2 separate regions of the Mus musculus genome follow, and region 2 is linked to region 1. A link is a contact called in public HiChIP or PLAC-seq data. All regions are on one chromosome and are shown on one strand. The core of a region is the stretch at or near the end of the contact, and the rest is flanking DNA. Distances in the headings are between cores, read along the strand shown.

Evidence for each region. HiChIP or PLAC-seq counts read pairs in DNA pulled down with a chosen protein or histone mark.
Region 2: a CTCF HiChIP or PLAC-seq map of CD8 T cells shows a contact between it and region 1, with 7 read pairs. The contact joins two enhancer-like sites. A contact is called at or near these places in 4 of 15 datasets of contacts at CTCF or cohesin (CD8 T cells, large pre-B cells, pro-B cells and 1 more), 2 of 484 Hi-C or Micro-C datasets (both in the G1E-ER4 cell line) and 5 of 115 datasets of contacts at active chromatin or transcription factors (CD8 T cells, T-cell acute lymphoblastic leukemia, acute myeloid leukemia and 2 more).

Annotation. Positions count from the first base shown.
Region 1 is chr10:20,988,722-20,993,993 of GRCm38.p6, reverse strand. All of the region lies in intron 15 of Ahi1 (Abelson helper integration site 1), which reads right to left. Among named protein-coding and RNA genes, the nearest start is that of Ahi1, 39 kb to the right of the region's middle. Within about 2 kb of position 2,548, at least 40 of the 459 cell types and tissues checked have an H3K27ac peak or open chromatin away from gene starts, as enhancers often do. A contact at or near this core is called in CD8 T cells and double positive thymocytes, where this site is marked.
Region 2 is chr10:21,243,496-21,249,273 of GRCm38.p6, reverse strand. It overlaps Gm33728 (a long non-coding RNA gene), which reads left to right. Exons shown (of 4, transcript XR_380155.3): 2 at 3,199-3,324. Among named protein-coding and RNA genes, the nearest start is that of Gm33728, 5.9 kb to the left of the region's middle. Within about 2 kb of position 4,058, at least 21 of the 459 cell types and tissues checked have an H3K27ac peak or open chromatin away from gene starts, as enhancers often do. A contact at or near this core is called in CD8 T cells and double positive thymocytes, where this site is marked.

The DNA of each region.
Region 1 (5,272 bases), core at 1,299-3,798:
GGTGTAATTTTCTGAAAGGATGAAAATTATAATATCTGAATTGGACTTTTAATCACATATGGAAGACATTAAATGATACATACGCTGTGGGTATTAAATTTATATCACCTAGGTATTATCCTGTGAAGACATTAGTCAGGCAGCCTGAAGTCAAATGGTAGTTTTACCCACAACTCTGTGACCTTAGGAGAGTTACTTCATTCTGTGGTGCCTTGGTTTCATCATCCATTAATAGTGACAATAATGAGATTTTTTCTCAAGTATTTGGGAAGTATTCTATAAGAAAGTACTTGATCTTAGCTATGACTGCCACTGTTCTCAATAATCCCAAATTCACTAGTGGTGCCATCTTATATTTTCATAAAATTCAAGAAATAACTCTTGGGCTGGTGAGATGACTCAGCAGGTAAGAGTACTGACTGCTCTTCTGAAGGGCCTGAGTTCAAATTCGAGCAACCACATGGTGGCTCACAACCACTTGTAATGAGATCTAACGCCCTCTTCTGGGGTGTCTGAAGACAGCTATAGTGTACTTATGGATAATAATAAATCTTTTAAAAAAGAAAAAAGAAATAACTCTATTCTGTAAGAAGTTTAATTCTTAATGCAAACACACACTGCCAAAGTCTATGCTAAACACAGTGCCTTATAAACACTATAGGCAATTAGCAACTTGAGAGATGGGGTCTCTAGCCTTGGAAGCTCTGTGTACCCAAGGATGACCTAGAAGTCATGACCCTCCTGTCTCTACCTTCCAAATACTGGGATTCCATGCATGTGCCTCCATGCTTGCCTGTAACAGAATTTTATGAACTTAAATGTGTCTATGTCCCTGAACTATGGGAGAGCATGCCACACTGTGAAAAATAAAGCTACCAGCATGACAAAGCAGATCACCGGTCTATTTCTGACTAGATCGTTTCCAGATCACTGAATTCCAGTTCTAAAGTCCTTGTAGAAGTCATTGTAGAAATGGCTTTTAGTTTGACTAAAGGTTGTCGGGTGTGTAATCACCTCTGTAAACAGGAGAAAGGACCAGCAATGAGCAGGTAAACTGAGTCCAACCCTTGGGTTTACAGCTCAAGTGAGCCTGGTGCATAACAGGTGCTGGGAAAGGTCTGCACTGCCACAGAAAGGGACACTGCCACCTAGTGAGAACTCAGGCTCATTACCTGGGGTTAGCAATTTTAAGAGGTTGCCAAACAGACTTGACTCTACTTAACATACACAGTCATGTATGTCAGCATTCAGGCTAGGTGCTGATAATAAACAAATAAACAAGCCTACATCTTTGCTTCCTACAAGGTATAAAAATTCCACAAAAATTACATATTCCAGAGAAACTGATACTATAGAGAAAAGTTTTACCATTTGAAACCTAATATAGCAGGTCGTTTGCTAATAAATTTAGAAGGCAAATAAGAGTATAAATTTTGGCTGAGCGATAGTGGTGTATGCCTTTGATCTTAGACAGAGGCAGGTGGATCTTTGAGTTCCAGGGTAGACTGACCTATGGAGTGAGTTCCAAGATAGCCAGGGCTACAAAGAGAAGCCCTGCCTCAAATAAACAAAACAAAACAAAACACAAACAAACAAAACATAAACCAGTTCTCAGTGATTCAACTCCTAGATCCTGTAAAACTGTAAAAACACTTATGTCATAAAACCATAGTGAAAAATTTTAAACAGATATATTCATAGTGTTAATACATAGTGCTGTTAGGTACTAATAATTCTTAAATGTGCAAAAACATCCTAGAGACATAAGTAGACAAACACTGTTTAATAACAGAATATTTATTGCTAACGCCTGGCTTCATGGAGTTAATTCAGCAGAAACCGTTTCTCTGAGATGTACTTTGTTGTGGGAACCCTCGATGCACATTATTTGTGGTACGCGGTGACTAAACTTTGTATTACTAGATGATTAACCCTTTCAAAATCAGACAAATAAAACTGCCTTCTGAAAGTAAAAATTACACTTCTTACAAAAAAAAAGCAAAACTTCAGTAGAACGAGGGACTCAAAGACCACAAGCTGAACATGCGCTCAGCAGGAGAGACCCTTGCTGACTCTCACAGATTCTGCTGGGACGGAAAGACGGCTGATACATTTAGCTACCACTGTGGTCTCGCTTGGAGCTGATTTAACTTACAAAAAAAAAAAAAAAAAGAACTTGCTTCTTTTTCCTTGAATATTTCAGAAGCTATTTTAAAAGTAACTTAGCTGTTCTGTTTCTTTTGAACTTTTTATCATTAAAACTCAGTAAAACCACATGTGAACTTCATTCTGAGAAAACACAGTTTGAGCAAAATATCCATGTGTTAAAAAAATATAGGGCAAAACTGTAATAGGTTAATTAAACATTAAAAATTTTAGTAAAAAACTAATGATTATTTGAACTACTGATTGTAGCCTATATTCAATGAGTAAAACACTCAGAGACTAAAATAACTCTCATTTGTTTTGTACCTATACCACTAAAAAGAGTTGTGCCAGATTTTAGATGTCTTGAAGTTATCTTACTTCTTCCTAAGCTTCCCCTTTTTAAAAATAGGCGACAAAGAGCCTGGGAAATATGGTGAAACATTTTGAGCTTTAAACATTTTTTTTTGGCAAGGTATATGCATTTATCAAAAATTGTTTTAAATGTGTTACATAAAATAAGTAATTCCATATTCTGTTATTCTCATATCATCATTTCTGAGATGCTCACCCAAATCCATGCTCCTGCATCTAAGACAATGTGGCTCTAACGTGCGTTAGCTGTGTGTATTAAATGCAATACAGTTGGCCAGGTATGGCATCCGGGTTAGTGGATAAATGGAAAAGGCTGAGTAACGGTGTAAAGGGAGAAACATCATCTTCTCAACTCCACAGACAAGTGCTTGTGAGCACGGTAAAGTGTGGATTCCTGTACCCTGACTGGCTACTGGTAGATGAGCTTTATAAACACAAGTGTTAATTCTGGGTCTTCTAGTAGAGCGCCTTTCACTTCACAAGGCTCCCTCACAGCCACCGGCTCATTCCTTGGAGCTCTTGATGAAAGGATGGAGGGTCAGAAGGGCAGGGGGCATTAGCCAAGGTCCCTAAAGTGACCACAACAGGAACCTGAGCTCCATGCCACTGTCCAGCTAAAGCCACTTGCTCTTCTGAGTCAGAAAGCCCTTCTAGCAACAGGAAGCTACTGAAGGACAAGACAGAGCGGAACTTAGCTAATCTTTGCAGTGAAAATTTCAAAAGTCTAAAAGAAAGCAAATTATAAACTGAATGAAGATGGTTGTGAAATCTCCTAAGAGTCTGAGGCAATAACTGTGCTTTCTTTTCCTGGAGAATAGTTCCAATTGTACAGTAATGGCCATGATTCTCCTTGTCTATGGGAAAAGTAGGATGGGGCAAACAGTTGTTTCAGGGTACTCATTACAATGAGACAAGACTGGGCGCTGACTGAAGAACTCAGTAACAGATGCAGTAGCAGCCCTGCCAACAGCTGCTAATGAATGGAAATGGCAGGCATTGCCTGGAAACTCTATCACTAGCAACAGCATCTTATAAACTTGGGTATAAGTTGCAGAAACCATTTCTTCTCTATAAGGATCAGTAAGATAAACCTTCTTTTTCTGCATTCTTTAAGACAATTCACTGGAAAAATGCATAATGCACTCTGTACCATGAACAAAACCTTCAGGTTTATGATAGCTCAATTGTCTAATCACATCTATCAGAGCATTAGATAAGCCAACATGTAGTGATTTAATAAATTTAGCTTTGTTATTCCATTGAAGCATTTGTTCATAGCTATATTACTATAACATATACAAATGTATGCCGACATGTGTATAAATAGCATGCATGTATGCTATGCTAGCTTACAAAAATACTGAATCATGTTATGTCATAATCAACTAAAGCAAAGAAACTAATAAAGATCTTATATTTTTATACAACTATATATGAAGGTTATAAAATATTGATTTTTGAGAAAGATTAACAACTAGAAAAGAAAAATACTAATTTCAGAATAGAAAATAAGTATTTAAGAAACAAGATAAACCCCAATTATTCTCAGAATGCATCTTAATTCCTAAAAAAGTAGATCCAAAGTTTTATCATCCTTACGGTAGGCATACGGAATCTTTACAGTTGAGAACATCAGACTCCATTTTCATCACAGTTAAAAATCTATCTATCTCTTATATTAAATTTTCCTAACTAAAATTTACCAAAGCTATTTGCTTAAAAAAAATAAAATCACAGAATATGAAATTAGGTTAAACCAGCTTGCTGTCTTGTAATCCTAAAACTCAGGAGCCAGAAACAAGAGGGCTGCCTTAAGTTCAAGGCTCCCTAAACTTACAAAATACATTCAAAGCTAGCCTGAGCTACAGAGATCCTGTCTCAAAACAAAACAAAAAAGTCAAAACACATAAATAAAAACCTCCAAACCAAACAAATCTCCTAACATACAAATAAGACCCAAATAACAAAACAACTCACTATGCAACTAAAACATTTTTAAAGTTCATATTTTGTGAACCACTTAAATTAAGTTGATACAGTCCTAATTCTATATGGATTTCATTTATTTATTTTGATTCCAACACAGTACAGTCATGTGTTTTCTTTTTCTTTTTTTTTTTTTAAGATTTATTTATTTATTATATGTAAGTACACTGTAGCTGTCCTCAGACACTCCAGAAGAGGGAGTCAGATCTTGTTACAGATGGTTGTGAGCCACCATGTGGTTGCTGGGATTTGAACTCCTGACCTTCGGAAGAGCAGTCAGGTGCTCTTACCCACTGAGCCATCTCACCAGCCCCACATGTTTTCTTTTTAAGACAGGTTTTTATATAGCCTAAGGTAGGTTTCAAACCAACACACAACAGAGGATAATCTAAACTTCTGACACTCCTGTTTCCACTGTGAGCCTAGGTAGTAGGCGTTTACACTAGGTTTACACTAGGCCCACCCTAGCTATGCACCATCATATCCAATTCCTGTGGCGTTGGTAGTCAAAGGCAAGGCTCCACACATGCTAGCTAGGTCAGTACTTTATCAAGTGATCTCTAAGGCAGCCTCGTTATATGCACTTTTGCTAACATCTAAATTCCATGCTCATAATGCATAGAAAATAATGAAATGTTCAAACATCCTAGAAACAACCTATGCCATCTTGTGGCTCTTTCATATAATATATTCAAAAAGGCTATGTTACTTGAAATAATTATTAATAGATTTTATAGTGCTCCTGATTCCTGGCCCATTATAAATG
Region 2 (5,778 bases), core at 2,809-5,308, 250 kb before region 1:
CTGCAATTTCTACACAATATAACTTTAAAAAGCCTTTTTAAAAGTAAAAGTAATAAGGGCCCAGTCGTGTAAATGGCTATAATTTACTTATAGTGGTGGTCTTAGTGGCTCTGAAAACATTATAATATTGTTTGCATCCACCTAAGCATAGTCATCTTCATATTGGCAGATCTTTGACAATTGATGAGGGTTGGATATTGCTAAATATGGTCAATGTTAAACACAGCTAAGTCTTACCTGTAATGTGGGGGTGTGATCCCTGGAGGGTATGGCTGAGACCTGTGATGCACTCAGGATTAAATGCAATGTGTCAACACACATTGAAGCCTCCTGTGCAGGTCTGACATGGGTAGTTAGTGGGAAAAGCCTTCCTTTAATTAACTGAAGACATAAACGTATGAAAGAAGACCTCTGTGAAAGATCTTAAGGTTGAGAACTTCTTACATAATAGCCATGAAGCTGAAGCAAGTGGGGTGCTTGTGACAAGAGAGCCTTTGATGTTGATAGAAAAGCAAACTGGAAAGATTCATTCAACCTTCAGAACCTCAGATCCACCCACACTGGAAATTGTCACTAACGTACTCTGGCCCAGGAATAACACATACCCGGACTTGTTATTTGAGTCTTATAATAGAAAGAGGTCAAGAGCCAAAAGGAAGAGTTTTATGAAAGTAAAATTGAAATGTAGTACTAATGAAGTGGCCACAAATAAACGAATTCAGACTCCAGTTGACAAGATACACTGCTCAGATAGTTGTCAACCCTGCGATAGGCTGTGCTCCTAAGAGAAGAGCTTCCAGGATTTGTAACAGCTCATGGCTTGCTCAAGGATGATGGCATTCCTGATTTGCCTTGTTGTACTATTTGGTTTTCAGTAAAATCTCCTGTATACATCTCTATTAAAATGCAATTTGTGTGTGTGGACTTTGTGATAATCTATATTCGAGGTTGCACAAAACATTGGCCATTGCTTTGAAAGAAAACACGGGACTGTTTATCCTCAGAAGAACACGGCTTTACAACATGTTGAATAGAGTAATGGCTTTCCTGGGTGTCCAGTTCCTGAGTTCCGAATGTTAGAAGACATTAGGAGAAAGAACTTTGAGACGTTGTTCTGTTTTGGTTTTTGGGTTTGTTTGTTGGTTGGTTGGTTGGTTGACTGTTGCTTGTTTAGTTGATTGGTTATTGGTTGTTGTTTGGTTGTTGCTAGTTTGGTTGGCTGGCTATTGGTTATTGGTTGGTTGGTTGGTTGGTTGTTCATTGTTTAGTTGATTGGTTGTTGGTTGGTTGGTTACTTGTTTGGGTAGTTGTTTGGTTGTTGTTTTGCTGTTTGTTAATTGGTTCATTGTTGTTTGGTTGGTTAGTTGGTTTGGTTGCTTATAGGTTGGTTGGTTGGTTGTTGGTTGTTTGGTTGGTCGGCTGGTTACTATTTAGTTTTGGCTTTGTTATGTTTTTTGTTTTTTGTTAGGTGATTTTAATCTAATCACATGAGTTCTTAAAAGCAGAGAACCTTCCCAGGCCAATGTCAAAATCAGAGGAAGATGTTTGAACCAGCAGGGAGCAGGATTATAAAGATGTGACTTACACAGTCAGTCTACCACTGTGGGGATTAAAGGGGGAGGAAGAGCCTGCGACCTAAGGAGTATGTACAGACCCTAGAAGCTGCAGATGTCAAAGAAACAGATTCTACCTCAGGGCTTTGGGAAATTGTATGCAGCCATACCAACATCCTAAGTTTTAGCCTGGTGAAGCCTCTCAGATTTCTGATTTATAAAAATACATTGTAATAAGCATGCGCTGTCTTAAACCACCAAGTTTGTATAAATCTTTTACACAAGCCGTAGAAAAGAAATATAATCAATATTGGATGTTTTTTATTCTGCTATTGTTTATATTATTTTTCTTTATACACACTCTCATTTATTTTTAATGCTAAATAATAGCATACATTTTAAAATGTCGTTTTATATTTCACACATTACCATCAAAACTTCATGTAATTTTTTTGACTAAGCTGCAATATACACAGCTGCCCCCAGTTAATGTTTGTGCTAGCAGTGACAAGAGCAGCGTGATTGCTACGTCGCTGCCAATGGCTTGAGGGCTATAAACTGCACCCCAGTTTTAGAAATCTTAAGATGTAAGCAAACACAATCTATGAGAAATGGAAGGTGGCATTAGGCAGGACAGTTCCTTTCCCTGTGCTCAGTGACCTTATGTTAGGGCCCCTGACTAAACCTGTGGACTTCTTTTGTAGACAAGGAAACAATATCTCCCCATAGCTTCATCATTAAGGTCTTGCCACCTCCTTTGTCTTTGTCCTCTCCTCCTTTATCTATGTCCAGTAGGTTAGGACTCTCCCCCGACCCGTTTTGTTTCCTGTATTTTTAAACCTATATTTTTAAAGCTCTGTTACTTTAACAACCTCTGTATTCCAGCCCTAGCTGTCGCTTCTCTTCTTCCCTTGGCCTTGTCAATGGCATGTGGTTGACTTTATAGAGTCTTATTTGCATCATTATTACTGAACCACTACTTCCTGAGCATTCACAGAAATCTCTCCTTCCACTCTGTGGGTCCCAGGGATTGAATCCCCAGTGTGAATCCCCAGTGTTAAGGCTGGATGGCGGATGCCTTTACCACTGAGCCATCTCACTGACCCATTTCCCCCAACGTTTAATTGCTAGCAGCTTTTCTTAAAATACTAAAAACATTTTTGTCTGGTCTGTAAAGATCACATTGATGCTGTTGACTGCTAAACCACGCCATCAATTCACAGTGGGTTACTTGGTTGATCGTTCTTCCTCTATGCATACCTGTGTTCTAATATTCCATTAGAAGTGAGTGTAAGATTTGGTGTCTCCATGAGACCTTTATCAGCCAGTCCAGTTCTCGGTGGGTACCTCTAACCCTCATGTTAAAGTCTCTCCAAGTTTTCTGACGTAGGTAGCTTCATGCCCTAAGCTACAGCAGACAGTTAATCTTAGTGGCTGTGAGACTCTTCCATGGCCTATATAATGCTACGATGACATCATGTTCACCCTTGTGCTACTTTCCTCTGAAAGGTCAGCTCGGCCTTTCCACTTCCAGAAGAACTCCACCAGACTGCACATATTGTTCAAATGTCTGGATGACTGCATTAGCTCTGAGCCTTACCTCGTTCCAAGCTCTTTGATGAGATGAGATTTTTTTTCATCCTAGGTTCTGAGTTCTCTGTTGCTGTGGGACCCGAAAAAAAGCCAGCCAGTAACTATGAGCTTCTATTTCCTCACTTAAAAACCATAGAAAACCATCCGAGAAGAGGACGAGTGAAGTGCCTGGCAAGAGGTCAGTCCTCATTAAGTGTTTATTATTTACACACTGTTCATTTATGAGCTTTGATCCCATCCAGTCCCCGCCATTCTGTCCACAAGGACATAAAGGCTGCTTGTTACATTAATTATTCCGACCATAGACTGGTGTAAGTCTAATCTTTGGACTGGTTTGTTGCTCACCACAAGGACCACAGCTAATGATATGCTATCCAGTTGACAGACACTCCCACAGGCTGCTGCTTTGTTCCTGAGATATTGAAGGAAAACAGCATCATCTCTTCACTCTGCCCTTTCTTTGCCACCCAATCACACCTGCCTCCTTAACAAAGGACTCTGCGAGGTGCGAATGAGAGAAACCGTGAATACACCTTATGTGCACTGCCAAGTATTTCAGCCTATGTTCTGACTACTCAAAAGTTCCTACTCACAATGCTACTTTAACTCATTGCTTTCTCAAATGCAATGAACAAGAGTCTTCAGACCATCCTCAAAGGGCAATCGTTTACTGTCTTTGTGAGCAAACTGGTATTGGCTTTTTTCTATAGTCAAAGGGAGCATGCTCAGATACAAGTAGCCTTCCCTCGCAGAAGTAGTCTGCCTTCTCTTCTCACTTTTCACACTAGGCCATCCTGTTTATGAACTGAATATCTTATGTGTCTGCACACGAGACAGAGTGGAGTGGGAAAGGTGCTGAGGAGGTCACATGACAAGGGATTCACATACATACATATGATCAACCCTGTGAAACATGGAGACCACAGGGTTATATCTCTAGTGTACTGAATCTTCTAGAGATGAAAGCCCCAGCCCCAGAAAGTCATGACAATTTGCGAAAAATCTGGAGGCAGAAGAAAACCACCAAAGGATATTCTTTTGTAAAAAGTATATCTCTGACCACATAGCACTGTGACTCATAGTAAAATGGCCCTTGGTGATTCTCACTGCCACTTATTCTTCTTTAAGCGTGATAATTATCTTTACTGCTTAAATTAAGCTTTTCTTATTTCCAAAAACAATCTTTTAAAATGCTTGAGGCTTTGTTGGATTTTTTTTTATTCCATTGTTTAATGTAAATAAGATTAAATATCCTGAGCCTTTCAAGTCTAACATGAGACCGGGTTACGCTTTTGTAATGTGGGATGTCTTCTTAAGTTTCCATTCTAGGTCAATTTTGGAAGAACAAAAACTTTTTTTTAAAAAAAGTTCATATTAGCTATAAGGCACACAATTTCAAGATGTAGTGTAGCAACGCGATTTCAAAGCACCTCAGAGAGCGAACACTTAGAGGAAAGCGCGGGGGGGGGGGGGGGATGGGGGGGGGGCGTCATGCATCTTGGAGAGATTTTCAATGCCTTTTCTTAAACAAGTACTAACCAATTTCAAAACCACTATCAATTTCATACTAAATGAGTTTTGACATGTGTGTGATTATGGTTGTATTTTCAGGGAAAATGGCCTGGCCTGGGGCAGCCAACCTCCTGAAACACTAACCACTTCAGCTCTTCTCACTCTATTAGATCTTTAATGAGTTAATTCATTGGCTGTGTGGTTGCCGATGCACCTGAACTCTTGACTAAATAATTGGCTCTACATTTTAAAATCTAAAAAGTCTCTCATTAGGGGAAGACGCTCACACAGTCTAAGAGTAGCAAAAGCTACCTTCCGTATCCCGCAGCCCCAGAGTATGGCCCTTAATGTCTTTGTAAGTCCACCCAGCAGCATACCTGGCAGGGAGCTCAGTATCCTTTCTGAATTACAATGAAGAAATATAATAATCAACCAAACTGGGGGAAACATGTGCCCATGCATATTCACCTTAAAACTCCCATCCGACTTAGCAGACAGAAATCCTTATTTTGCCAAGAACTTCATTATTTAATTAGTCAGCATTTCGCAACCTAGCAGCAGATATTTCATTATTTAATTAATTAGCATGTGCTTACTCATTCGAGTTGCATGTTAGTGCACGTACTTAGTGTTTCCTCCTAAAACAGGACTGTGTTTTCTGACTTTATAAACCCCTAATGTACATTTTATACCTGATAACCTAGGCAGCTCTCTCTCTCTCTCTCTCTCTCTCTCTCTCTCTCTCTCTCTCTCTCTCTCTCTCTGTGTGTGTGTGTGTGTGTGTGTGTGTGTGTGTGTGTGTGTGAAAGACAGAGACAGACACAAAGAGAGAGACACACAGAGAGAGAAGAGACATGGACGATTACAAAGAGTTTAAAGTGTTAATAGAGAGTATTAATGTTAGAGGACTTGAAAGTGACAAGATAACAATTCCAGAAAACATCTATTATTGTCTTGTATGACAGCATTTTGTTTTGTTTTGTTTTGTTTTGTTTTGCACTAATGTGCAAACTCAGGACCTTGTACATGCTAGTCTAAGGCTCTGTATTTGCTCTGCAAATAATGTACTTGAAACAAAGGGTTAAGACACTTAGACAATCATTATATTTTGAGAGTCATT